Linked DNA regions of Sus scrofa: region 1 is linked to region 2. A link is a contact called in public Hi-C data. All regions are on one chromosome and are shown on one strand. Each heading gives the region's core, a stretch centred on a gene start, on an enhancer-like site or on the middle of the called end of the contact. The rest is flanking DNA. Distances are from core to core; before and after follow the strand shown. Region 1 overlaps TBC1D1 (TBC1 domain family member 1). Region 2 overlaps RELL1 (RELT-like protein 1).

Region 1 (6,648 bases), core at 1,659-4,158, 290 kb after region 2:
ATTGTTTTCGTTTGCATTACTTTCACACATTTGAAATCTTCAGATGTCTTTGCCCTGTATCTCCCTTCTGGGTCTTTCCCCCTTGGCCTCATATGGTGTGTTCAGGGGGTAAACTAATTTTAATGTTAATCTAGAGAAAAGGGGAGTACAGTAATGAATTCCCCCAGAGGTCATGCAATGCTGGCCACAGTGACACATGCAGGGTTATTGTTACCTGGTCCTTGGGGTTATCTGTACTGCTGGCTCCCATCCCTCGCCTGCAGGCACAAGCTGACCAAATGGACATTTTTTTTTTTTTTTTTTTTTTTTGTCTTTTGCCTTTTCTTGAACTGCTCCCGTGGCATATGGAGGTTCCCAGGTTTAGGGGTCTAATCGAAGCTCTAGCCACCGGCCTACACCAGAGCCACAGCAACGCGGGATCTGAGCCGAGTCTGCGATCTACACCACAGATCACGGCAACGCCGGATCATTAACGCACTGAGCAAGGCCAGGGATTGAATCCGCAACCTCATGGTTCCTAGTCAGATTTGTTAACCATTTCGCCACAATGGGAACTCCCCAAATGGACATTTTTAAAAAAACTCTTTGGCATGCGGAAGTTCTGGGACCAGGGACTGAACCCACACCACAGCAGCAACCTGAGCCACTGCAGTGATGATGCCGGGCACTTAACCCGCTGAGCCACCAGGGAACTCCCCAGGTGGACATTTAGACTCCCTTCGTGGGTTAGGAGAACTTAAGCAGCTGTTGAGTCTGTGTGATACTCACAGCCACAGCAGCACCATGCAGCAGCCACATCCCTTCCTTTCCAAAGGAAGGGAAGGGGTGAAAACATAGGACCCGCGATACTGTGTGACACTTTTATTCCTCACAACCATTGAAGGAATAAATAACGTCACCATTTTCGAGGAGGAAATTTCTCTCATCACAAGAATGTATAATAAAGGGAGAGAGTTGAGATTCCAATATAGCCTTTCAGGCGCCACGAACTGTGTTTTTTTGTTGTTGTTGTTTTTAAACCCTACACCCCTTTTTGGGAAAAGTTCAGAACAGATTGTTTGATAGTTTTTTCTTCGTCATTACTTTGAAAAGGTCACTTTGGCATTTGATTTACATTTGCTCACAAGCCCCAGATCATTTTCCTCCCCTCCTCCCTTCCTTTTTTGTTCCTTGACTTTGTAAGGCAACAGAGGATAGCTTTGCATGATGTACTGGAGATGCCTTCTTTTGTGGGAAATGCCAGGCAAATAAAAGTATATAAGTCGTCGCTGGTGGAAACCTACACTGGAAAATATGATTTCAGCCATAGTTCTGTGGTGTTTTTTTTTTTAAATGCTATTTTTGCTGATCTCTACTCAGAGCCACGGAAACAGATGGCCACATTGGCTGCGTTTGCTGCTAGCTTTTATGTCCCCTTTTCTCATATACGTTTATGGTGACTAAGTTTACTTTGAAAAACATATGCTAGGAAGGATGACATATTTTTCAGATTGAAGTTGTCTAGGAAAAAAAGCGTACTTGAGAAAGAATCTGTAAAATCAACAAAGCAGATTTACCTCCTAGAAAATCCATTCTCTGATGAGGCCATTTTATCGCCAGACCTTTCTGGCAAGAAATGCCCACTCCCCCACCCCCCACTCCAAGAAATGCCAAACTCCTCAGCTTGGCAGCCTGGGGTCTTGCACATCTGGTCTCAGATGATTTTTCAGACTTTTCCCTCTGATTCCAAGATTGTGTATGCTCTTCTCCAACAAAATAGGAGTGTGGATTTTTGGAGTCACCAAGTCTCTCTTTTTTTGCTCATTGCTCTTTCTTTTACCTGGAGAGTTTTTTTCTTCTTTTACTTAAGAAAAGCACTCATTCCATTTCTCCTAACTCCAATACCACCTCCTCCAGAAAGCTCTTAGGATTGGATTTGCTTTCACACCTCTAGACCTCACCAGTCTATCCTTTTTTTTTTTTTTGGCTTTTTAGGGCTGCACTTGTGGCATATGGAGGTTCCCAGGATAGGGTTCAAATCGGAGCTGCAGCTGCCGGCCTACACCACAGCCAGAGTCACACAGGATCTGAGCTGCGTCTGAGACCTACACCGCAGCTGATGGCAGTGCCAGATCCTTAACCCACTGAGCGAGACCAGGGATTGAACCCACAACCTCATGGTTCCTAGTCAGATTCGTTTCCACTGCGCCAAGGCGGGAACTCCATCTATCCCTTTTTTTAGGACACTTATACTAACTACATCTTTTACTTTATTTCTGCTCCAATTCAGAGAACAATTTCAAAGTTTTTCATTTTTTAAAAATGATGCGATTCCCATTGTAGCTCAGCAGTAGCAAACCCGGGACTAGTATCCATGAGGACCTGGGTTCGATCCCTGTCTTCGCTCAGTGGGTTAAGGATCCAGCATTGTGTTGAGGTGTGGTGTAGGTTACAAACGTGCTTCAGATCCTGCGTTGCTGTGGCTGTGGCGTAGGCCAGCAGCTACAGCTCCGATTCGACCCCTAGCATGGGAACCTCCATATGCTGCAGGTGCGACCCTAAAAATTAAAAATTAATTAATTAATCACTTAATACACCAGGCCCAGTTCATGGCTCTCACCTCCTAGCTAGCTGTCTCCTGTTACAAGTAAGAGTTCTATTAATATCTTTGAATGGCCTTTCATTTTTGAGATGGGTCTTATGCAAAGAAATAGGTGTATTTTTGCAAATGGACTCAAATGCAGACACACATGTGGCAATGAGTCAGAGATTCCTGGAATGCACTAGAGAACAAACATACTGAACTGAAAGAACTCCCTGCAACACTGCCCTCAACTTCTCTCCAGCCCTTAGAAACAGAAGTGACCCTTTGCTGCTGTGAATCAAGAGGCTGGAGGCGGGTTGGCAAATGGATGTGGTCATTACCACACTCCAGTATGTGGTACCCACAGCAGACCTCATCACCTGTGACGACACCGCCAAGCCCAGACAGGGCCTGTGACTCTGTCACCACTAAGTGCTAGATTTCTTCTCCCAACAGATCAGAGTTGGCAAGAGAGAGAAGTCAGGGTGAAAAATATTTGGCACCTTTCAGTTGGAAGAACATTGGGGTGGTACTTGAGTCAAAAATGGAAGACTCGGACTTACTGAAGGTTACTAAGAAGTGAAACTATGTATGCAAAAGTACATTATAAATTAGGAAATGCTAAAAATGCTGCTGGTTTTTTTTATTGGTTGCCCTCCACTTTACCGAAGTGCTTTTGAGCATTTCAAATGCCTGAAGGATGGGCGTTACCTCTATTTTATGATTGTGGAAATAGGGCTTGGATGTTAAATAAACTCGCCCAGGTCTCCAGGCTTGCAGTAAGCTATAGGCTGACACCCCACCCAGCTCTGTCTGACCTTGGCCCGCCCTCTTTGCACGAGGTCGTGTGGCTCCCAGATCATGCTCTGGGCACCTAAGTTAGCTACTACAACAACGATTTCTGCTATAATTAACATTCTACTTAAATATAAAGTGGATCAGGAGTTCCCGTCATGGCGCAGTGGTTAACGAATCCGACTAGGAACCATGAGGTTGCGGGTTCGATCCCTGACCTTGCTCAGTGGGTTACCGATCTGGCGTTGCCGTGAGCTGTGATGTAGGTTGCAGACTCGGCTCGGATCCCGAGTTGCTGTGGCTCTGGCGTAGGCCAGTGGCTACAGCTCCGATTAGACCCCTAGCCTGGGAACCTCCATATGCCACGGGAGCAGCCCAAGAAATAGCAAAAAGACAAAAATAAATAAATAAATAAAGTGGATCATATTCCTTCTAACTCTCCCCAAGCTGTGCCATTCCTACACTGCTTCCTTACTGAGCCTCCTGCTTTGAAGGATGTGTGCACAAGCTTGGCTCCAGCAGAGAAATCAGAAGACAGGAAATAGCAAAGGAGAAAGGAGAAAAGGCCAGGGTCAGGTCAAGAGCTTCCCACGACGTCTCTAGTCTCGCACGAACCAAATAGAAGCCTTGAGGAGGTCCTGGAAGCCAAAGGCGATAATCGAGAGAGATTGATGTGCTGAAGATTAGGAAACACATTTGCAGCTCGGACTGACATTGATTGGACTGACTGATTATCTTAGAATGTCTGCATGCTTAAATAATATTCATGAATTCTCATCTTGCTTCTAATGTCTTATAACTTAAAGCAGCTTTATGCCTACGCCCTGGATTCTGGTAGGTGTCTGATGTCAGTCTCGATCACCTGTGAGGCTTGAGGAGCTGCTCTGGGGTTGGTGAATTCCAGGGTTTAGTGAATTTTCTAGATCAGGGGAAAGCTTTTTTTTTTGGTCTTTTGTCTTTTGTCCTTTTTAGGGCCGTACCTGCGGCATATGGAGGTTCCCAGGCTAGAGGTCGAATCGGAGCTGTAGCTGCCGGCCTACTCCAGAGCCACAGCAACGCCAGATCCGAGCCACATCTGTGATCAACACCACAGCTCATGGCAATGCCGGATCCTTAACCCACTGAGCAAGGCCAGGGCTCAAACCTGCAACCTCATGGTTCCTAGTTGGATTCGTTCCCAATGCTCCACGATGGGAACTCTGGGAGAAAGAATTCTAATGAATTTCTACAAACCAACTTAAAAAAAAAAAAAAAAAAAAGCACAACCCAGTAGAAAAATAGCCTGAGAGGAGCTCCCATCGTGGCTCAGTGGTGAACCAATCTGACTGGCATCCAGGACGACGCAGGTTCGATCCCTGGCCTTGCTCAGTAGGTTGAGGATCTGGCGTTGCTGTGAGCTGTGGTGTAGGTCACAGATGTGGCTCGGATCCTGTGTGGCATAGACTGTGGCGTAGGCTGGCAGCTACAGCTCTGATTAGACCCCTAGCCTGGGAACCTCCGTATGCCCCGGGTTCGACCTTAAGAAGCAAATAGAAGGAAAAAAAAAAAAAAAGAAAAATGGCCTGACAATGTGAACAGGCAGTTTACGGAGGAGGAAACTGAATGGCCATTTGACATATGAAAAGCCGGACATCTCACTGGCAACCAGGGAAACGCAGATTAAAGTGAGAAAATAATAACATATCACACTCATCAGGTTGACAAAATTCAAGAGCTTGCTAACCTCAGGATTGGTGAGGATGTGAGGAAAGAAGAGCATAAGCGTGCAGGAGGAGTATAAATTGGCTCAGGGTTTCGGCAGCAGAATGTGGCCATATGTGGCACAGCTGCAGATATAAACACACCTATCCCAGCAATTCCCTTTCTAGGCATATGTTGTGGACATGTGCACAGGAGACAAATACAGGGGTGTTGCTGCTATGGTAAAAAGAAAAAAATTGGTAAAAATCTAACTATCCATCAAAAAGGAAAGAGATGATTAAATTGTGCGGTAATCTTAAGATAATTGAATACTATTCAGCAGTTAAAATATCACAGTGTTGAATATTAAAAAAAGCAACTTCTGAAAGAATATATACGCTATGATACCAAGTAGGAAAAAAAATGTTAAGCACAAAATCCTTCTTTATATTGTTTGCAGATTGACACTTATGGGGTTAATATATAAAACGGCCGGGGGGAGCAATACACCCAGTGCAGCTGGTGGTTATTCTTGTAACATTTTTCTTCTTAAAAAAATACACATAGGTATATCTGTGCAAAAAAAAAAAATTTTATGGGCACACCTGTGCGTAGGCAAGTTCCCAGGCCAGGGATTGAATCCAAGCTGCACCTGTGACCTATGCTGCAGCTGCTGCACCTCGGGAGCCTTTAGGCCACTGGGCCCCTGGGCCAAGCTGCTGCATTCAGATTCTTTTTTTTTTTTTGTCTTTTGCCTTTTTCTAGGGCCGGATCCTTAACCCGCTGAGCAAGGCCAGAGATCGAACCTGCAACCTCATGGTTTCTGGTCGGATTTGTTAACCACTGAGCCATGACAGGAACTCCTTTTTTTAAAAAAATATTTTATAATTCAAAAACACACCTTAGAAAATAAGGGTGTCGTTATGTAATAAAAGGTTCAGTATCAGATTCTACTCCTTTAGAGATTAGGGATAATCTTGCTTGTCATTTACTCTCCAGTGGCTAATTTCTACTTGGCCTTAGGTGTGTCTTTAAACCCTTCAGCCTTACTCGTTGCAGGCAGGCCCTCTTAGAGGGTTAAAGGCCTTTTCTGCACACTTTCTGAGCACCCTCTTTTTTCCTTCCAGCAGCACTTCTCACTTAGTCGTGCAGTTTCCTGTTTACTTGCTGTACGGGCCCCCTAGACCCCATGATGTTCCTCTGGGGGCAGGTGGCTTGTTTACTGTACCATCTCCAGGGACTGGTGTGCAGACATGCACAACAGATATTTATCAATGACTGCAGGAATGAATGGATACTTCAGTGGCTTCCATTGATAAGCACAAGAGTTGGGTACCTGAAATCACTGCTTGCTGGATTGAAACTGTAAAGCAGCATTTGTTGGCCCAGAAGAGCCCTGTGTCTTTTTCTTGGATTTGGCCTGCAGTGGCCCTTGGAGAGGAAGGACAAGGTGACATTTGTCACATAAAGAAACCTTGTCCTAGATCCACTGACACATCCAATCCAAGACTAGGTTCTCATTAACCTATGCAGGGCCCATACCCCACCCTGCTGAATTTCCTGGGCACTGGGAGATCAGGGGTCCCTGTCCATCAGCCAGGCCAACTTTT
Region 2 (6,789 bases), core at 4,134-6,633:
ATGTGAGACACATCTCCGTACAAAGCCCAGAAGACTAGGACACTGAATTAACATTGGTTACTTTTTATTATTATCTTTGTCAGTCTCTTCCTTTCCCTAAATTCCTCTTGGTTTCCTTCCCAAGGCACCAGTAACTGGCTGCGAAGCCGAAGACAGACTTTTCTGCTCTTTTTTTTTTTTAATTTTTTTATTGGTTATAGTTGATTTACAGTGTTGTATTAGCTTTATTTATTTGTTTATTGGTCTTTTTAGGGCTGCGCCTGTGGCATGTGGAAGTTCCCAGGTTATGGGTCAAATCAAAGCTGTAGCTGCCGGCCTATACCACAGCCACAGCAATGCCAGATCTGAGCCATGTCTGCAACCCACACCACAGCTCAGGGCAATGAGAGATCCTTGAACCCACGGAGCAAGGCCAGGGATTGAACCCACATTTTCATGGCTACTAGTTGGATTCTTAACCCACTAAACCACAACGGGAACTCCCTCTTTGTCTCATCTTTAAAGAAAGCTCCGGGAGTTCCCGTCGTGGCGCAATGGTTAACGAATCCGACTAGGAACCATGAGGTTGCGGGTTCCATCCCTGCCCTTGCTCAGTGGGTTAACGATCCAGCGTTGCCGTGAGCTGTGGTGTAGATCGCAGACGCGGCTCGGATCCCGCGTTACTGTGGCTCTGGCATAGGCCGGTGGCTACGGCTCCGATTCGACCCCTAGCCTGGGAACCTCCATATGCTGCGGGAGCGGCCCAAGAAATAGCAAAAAGACAAAAAAAATAAAAAAAATAAAGAAAGCTCCAATTGGGCCCCTCGACTCAGGGAAGGGGCCAGACCTTCCCAGAGGTAAGACGGCAGGCACTCCTGCTGGAAGCTATCAGAGCCTCTCCGTCTTAGAGAATTCAGGCGCACAAGTCTTGCAGGTTACTTCGGGATCACCCTCCACCCCTCTGAGCCTGGGCAGGCAGGTATCAGAAAAGCTTCACTCAAAAGCCACCTCACCCCACCCCTCAGCCACATGGACCCAAAAAAAGTGAATTCACTTATAATAACTAGTAGTCACTGACTGAGCTTTTCCTACCTGCCAGGCCCTGGGTTTCCAGGTTATTTACCCCGAGGCAGGCAGCATCATTTCTATTTCCCTGTGATGAAAGGGAGGCACTAAAAAGTCCAAGCAGGAGTTCTCACTGTGGTGCGAGGGGATTGGCAGTGTCTCTGGGGCCATGGGATGCAGGTTCGATCCCCAGCCCAGCACAGTGGGTTAAAGATGCAGAGTTGCAGCAGCTATGCACAGGTTCCCTGACCCGGGAGCTCCAAATGCCATGTGGCGGTCAAAAAAGAAACAAAACAAAACAGCCCAAGCACCCTGCCCAGGTCCCAGTGCAGCAAACTGGGACTTGAGCCCAGCAGCCTCATCCAGGGCTCAGGTTCAACCTTGCTATCTCCCTGTACCTTCTAGGACCTGGCCACTCCCCTCCCCTGTACCCACCTCCCCCACTCCTTGTAAGTGTAACCTCTTCTACCTTCATGTTCAGGCTCTGATGGTTCCAAGGAGACTCTGGAACCAGTCACTCCTGAGTCCTCACACTCATCCTTTTACATATAATAAGAAACATGAAAAGGACGAATGTGGCTCGAGCCAGAGCAGAAAGAAAAGAGGAAGATGAAAGCCAAGCCAGTATCAAATTATCACGGGCTTCTTTTTTTAAGTAATACCTTTCCACGTCAAAACTGGCAAACCAAGAGGCATTCACTTTTGCTTTTAAATTGCTTCAAAATATTTGGTGGAAAGACTGGGGGTGTTTTGGAACTGTGGCTCATCGAAGAAAACTGGTTCCCAACTCAATTAAAGGAAAAAATATTGCTTTGCTCACTCCAGCTTTTTCAAATCACAGTTTACCTAGAAATGATGACAAGATTATATTCCATTTGGCCTTCACGGTTTTTTAAAGGAAATTTAACGAGCTGCCAACACTTGAAAACCTGTGGTGACTTCACATGTAAAAAGTCTAGATTTCTAACAGGACAGTGTAAATCAACTATAGTTCAATAAAAATTTTTAAAATAAATAATACATTCAATATGATTTTGAGATTTTAAAAAAGTCTGAATTTCCACCTTTTTGGACATAAGATCTATGCAAAACTAACCATACTAACCATTATGCCACACTAACCACTCTGCCTTGTGGTACTGCCAACCCCACAGATGGGTTATGTGATTTCTAGTTTGCCACAATCCCCGCCACTCCACACTGCCTCAGAAGTAACTCTCCTGGAGTTTCCATTGTGGCACAGCAGAAACAAATCTGACTAGGATCCATGAGGACACAGGTTCAATCCCTGGCCTCACTCAGTGGGTAAAGGATCCGGCATTGCTGTGAGCTGTGGTCTAGGTTGCAGGCATGGCTTGGATCTGGCGTTGCAGTGGCTGTGGTCGTGGCCAGCGGCTGCAGCTCCGATTCAACCCCTAGCCTGGGAACCTCCATATGCCACAGGTGTGGCCCTGAAAAGACAAACAAACAAACAAAAAGTAACCCCTCCCTCCTCACGATCATGCAAACCAAGCCCCTGGAGGCCCCTACACTGGGCAGCTCTTTACAAAAAGCTCAGGGTGGACAACCGATGGCATTCAGTCCCCTACAGCCCTACCAGCTCCAGGAAAGCACGTCTCATGTTCCTGCCAGGTCGCTCCCATGTCACCACTGACCCTGGGGAGGCTCTCAGGACCGTCTCCACCACTGATGCTGCCACACGTCCTACTCACCTGCTCCTCTGGGCCACTCTGCTCCCTCTTCACAGGTGTGGCAGGCACCTCCCCGTTGACACTCTCGGTCCCACCGGTTGACATCAAACTTCTCCGCTCCTTCTGATTTGCCTTGTGTTCCACTTTCGTAACTCTAAACCTGATGTGGGGAAAGGGGAGATGTGATGGGTTTTCTTTTTCAGTGAACAAGAGTTATGGATGAACCCCGAATCACCCACCTGGAGGATCCCAAGCGAACTCAGCCAAAAGTCAGGACAGCAATGAAAATCACCATATTCACACACACACACAACATATAAAACAAGGAGCCAACAGGGATCTACTGTACAGTCCAGGGAACTATACTCAATATTTTGTAATAATCTATGAGGAAAAAAGAATCTGAAAAAAAAAATAGAGAGAGAGATATATGGATGTGTATAATTGAAACTGAAACTAACATGACTATACATCAAAAAAAATTTTTTAAGGGAGTTCCTGTTGTGGCGCAGCGGAAAGGAATCTGACTGGTATCCATGAGGATGAGGGTTCGATCCCTCGATGAGTGGGTCGGGGATCCTGTGTTGCCATGAGCTTTGGTGTAGGTCGCAATCCTGCGTTGCTGTGGCTGTGATGTAGGCCCACAGCTATAGGTCTGATTCAACCCCTAGCCTGGGAACTTCCATATGCCACAAGTGTGGCCCTAAAAAGCAAAAAGAAAACAAAAAACAAAAAAAACTTTTTTTTTTTTTTAAAGAAAGAAAATCACGGAGTTCCCGTCGTGGCGCAGTGGTTAATGAATCCAACTAGGAAGCATGAGGTTGCAGGTTCGATCCCTGGCCTTGCTCAGTGGGTTAAGGATCCGGCATTGCTGTGAGCTGTGGTGCCGGTCGTAGATGCAGCTCAGATCCCGCATTGCTGTGGCTGTGGTGTAGGCCGGTGGCTACAGCTCCAATTAGACCCCTAGCCTGGGAACCTCCATATGCTGCAGGAGCGGCCCTAGAAAAGGCAAAAAGACCAAAAAAAAAAAAAAAAAGAAGAAGAAAAAAATCACTATATTGAACAGGGGGAACATTCCCACGCAGCAGGAAGCCCTGTCCTCTGCCAAACCTCCAAGCTGATGTTCACTCCACACATCACAGACTTTGTTGCACAGTTTACAGAGCACGGGAAATTGCACTAAGAAACACGGGTACTCAAATATTAAACAGCTTCAGAGCTGTTCTAACAAGGACCTAGACCTTAACATCAGGAGTTCTAACCACAGAAAGCTGGATAAAAGCCCAACTAGTTTGCAAACCAGATGTTCAATGGAGAACTGCCTTCTTCCAATTTCACCCATCTCTACACACACACACACACACACACACATACACACACACACACACACACACACAGCCCCAGCCACACGTTTATCGGCATGAGTTAGTGGCAGCGTTTCTGTATCTGTTTGGGTTTCGTCTGTTATTTTTTATGCAAATTTGGGTCAATTTTCTATCTTTCTTTTGTTTTTTTAGGGCTGCGCCTACAGCATATGCAAGTTCCCAGTCTAGGGGTTGAATCGGAGCTGTAGCTGCTGGCCTACACCACAGCCATAGCAACGCCAGATACGAGCTGTGTCTGTGACCTACACCATAGCTCACAGCAATGTCCGGTCCTTAACCCACTGAGCGAGGCCAGGGATGGAACCTTCGTCCTCATGGATACTAGTCACGTTCATTACCATTGAGCCACAATGGGAACTTGTGGGTCAATTTCATTAAGGATTAAGGAAAAAGTTAAGGAATTGAAGGAAGAGATTTTCCTTATGAATTAAGAGAGAAAAACAGAGTTCCCGTCGTGGCTCAGTGGTAACGAACCCGACTAGGATACACGAGGATGTGGGTTCCATTCCTGGCCTCACTCAGTGGGTTAAGGATCCAGCATTGCCATGAGCTGTGGTGTAGGTCCCAGATGCGGCTCAGATCTGGTGTTGCTGTGGTTGTGGTGTAGGCTGGCAGCTGTAGCTCCAATTAAGCCCCTAGCCTGGGAACTTCCATATGCCACAGGTGCAGCCCTAAAAAACAAAATAAATAAATAAATAAGAATTAAGAGAGAAATTAAAGAAATTTACTCACTTGGACTGTTCTTCTAGGCATCACCATCAACTCTCTAACGTGTTTCATAATACTTTCTACTTCTAGCCTTCACTTCCCTTAAAACCATCTAAAATACATTCTCCTGCTTTGTCCAAAATGAGATCACCCACCAGAAGGAGGGAGTGAGAGGAAAAATGGGGGAAAGTTGTCACCACAAATCTATTTGGAAGAGCGCTGAGTCCCTTTAAGTAGCCCATGCTGACAAGCAGCCTGTAATCATTCAACATTCGCAGAATTTATCAACCTCCAAGACACAGAGTTGGACTGGGGGCATTTAAGAAAGCGTGTTGAATCCACATTGAAAATTTCCGCAGATTTTTTTTTTAAAGCAAACAAAATATACTTTGTCCAAGCGAGTTAACAGGTTCTCATTTCACTCCATATTCATAAGTTCGCGTGACTCCACTCTTGAATAAACAGTGTGGTCATGAGTTGTACTGTTTTGCTGTAAGGGGTAAAGAGCCCTGTAGTCTTCTCCTAGCTGCTTGTGCAACACATGATGAAACTCAACGGAATTCAAACAGTAAGAATAATAATAATGATGGCAGCCAACACTTCTTGAATGCATAATAAGCGCCCCAAAAGGGTCTAAAATCTTTATGTGAGTCACCTGCTTTAGTCTTCACAGCAACCAGATGAATACTGCTGTCCTCTCCATTTTATACAAGGGGAAATGGGCAGAGAGAAGGAACAATTTGTAAGGAGTGGTGCCAGGACGCAAATGAGGGAGATTCAACAAGTCCCGGCTCTTCTTCCCAGAGTTTGTCAATAGAGAAGGAAGGATCATGTAGGCAATGCTGTCGACTTTTGCTCAGGGCTTCCCCGTCTGGCTCTAGCACACATGCTCTTGACCATGACTCTCTACTGCCTTTCCACGTGCATTAGCCTTGCAGTTTCTGCAGGAGGCTCAGCATCTAGCAAAAAGGCTCTACATATCATCAAATTCATTCACCACTTGAACCGCAAGATCTCCACATCACAGTGGGTTATAAGTAAAGGGAACTCGAGGACGGGGAAACAGACACAGGAGGCAAACTAAAAGAAAGCAGGGCCAGGAATCCACGTGGATCTTACGGCAGAGGCTGGAGGGCAGTGGACCCACTCCATCGCTTCCTTTCTTCCTGGCACATGGCTGGGTGACATTTCCCACCTCCCCGGCCATAGGTGTGGACGAGTGATTGACTTCCAGGCAGAGGAATGTGAGCAAGAATGAAATGTGCCACTGCAGGCCCATCTCATTAAAAATCTCCTGTGAACAGTCCTCTGAACTGCTGGCCAACCTGGCAGAGCCACAAGGTGGAAAGGACCTGGGCCTCTGGATGACATCTCGAAGAGCCACCACCAATCTTTCAATTCCACAAGCAAAACAAACATCCGTAAATAGTTGAGATCTGGGCTTTATCTATTAGAGCAAGTGTGATGGTTAATTTCTTGTGTCAACGTGACTGGGCCAGGAGCTGCCCAGAGGGTTGGTAAAACATTATTTCTAGGTTTGTCAGTGAGGGTGTCTGCAGGAGATTATCATCTGTATCGGTAAATTGAGTAGAGAAGATCCCTCTCACCAAGGGGAATGGGCAGATCCAGTCGCTGGAGGGCCTGAAGAGAACAAAAAGGCAGGGAAGACCGAAGCTGCTCTTTCGGCTCAAGCTGACACATCCCTCTTCTTTGCCATTGGACATGAGCATCCTTCTTCTAGGGCCTTCAGACTGGGACTCTGGCTCACACCATCGGCTCCCCTGGTTCTCAGGCCTTTGGACTTGGACTGAATTACAGCACCAGCTTGTCTGATACTCCAGCCTGCAGACAGATCATGGGCTTCTTGGCCTCTATCATCATGTGAATCAATTCTCATAACAAATCTCCTCTTATATTTGTGTGTGCATGTACATACATACATGTGATTCTGCCTCTCTGGT

The links. Hi-C and Micro-C count contacts between places; a contact is called where the count stands out from the background.
Region 1: a contact with region 2 is called in a Hi-C map of embryonic fibroblasts, with 2.3 times the contacts expected there. The contact joins two enhancer-like sites. A contact is called at or near these places in 1 of 47 Hi-C or Micro-C datasets (embryonic fibroblasts) and 1 of 2 datasets of contacts at active chromatin or transcription factors (alveolar macrophages).

The regions. Positions count from the first base shown.
Region 1 is chr8:29,427,678-29,434,325 of Sscrofa11.1, forward strand. All of the region lies in intron 2 of TBC1D1 (TBC1 domain family member 1), which reads left to right. Among named protein-coding and RNA genes, the nearest start is that of TBC1D1, 61 kb to the left of the region's middle. Within about 2 kb of position 2,909, at least 12 of the 83 cell types and tissues checked have an H3K27ac peak or open chromatin away from gene starts, as enhancers often do. A contact at or near this core is called in embryonic fibroblasts, where this site is marked.
Region 2 is chr8:29,134,163-29,140,951 of Sscrofa11.1, forward strand. It overlaps RELL1 (RELT-like protein 1), which reads right to left. Exons shown (of 7, transcript XM_013978589.2): 6 at 2,757-2,895. Among named protein-coding and RNA genes, the nearest start is that of RELL1, 53 kb to the right of the region's middle. Within about 2 kb of position 5,384, at least 2 of the 83 cell types and tissues checked have an H3K27ac peak or open chromatin away from gene starts, as enhancers often do. A contact at or near this core is called in embryonic fibroblasts, where this site is marked.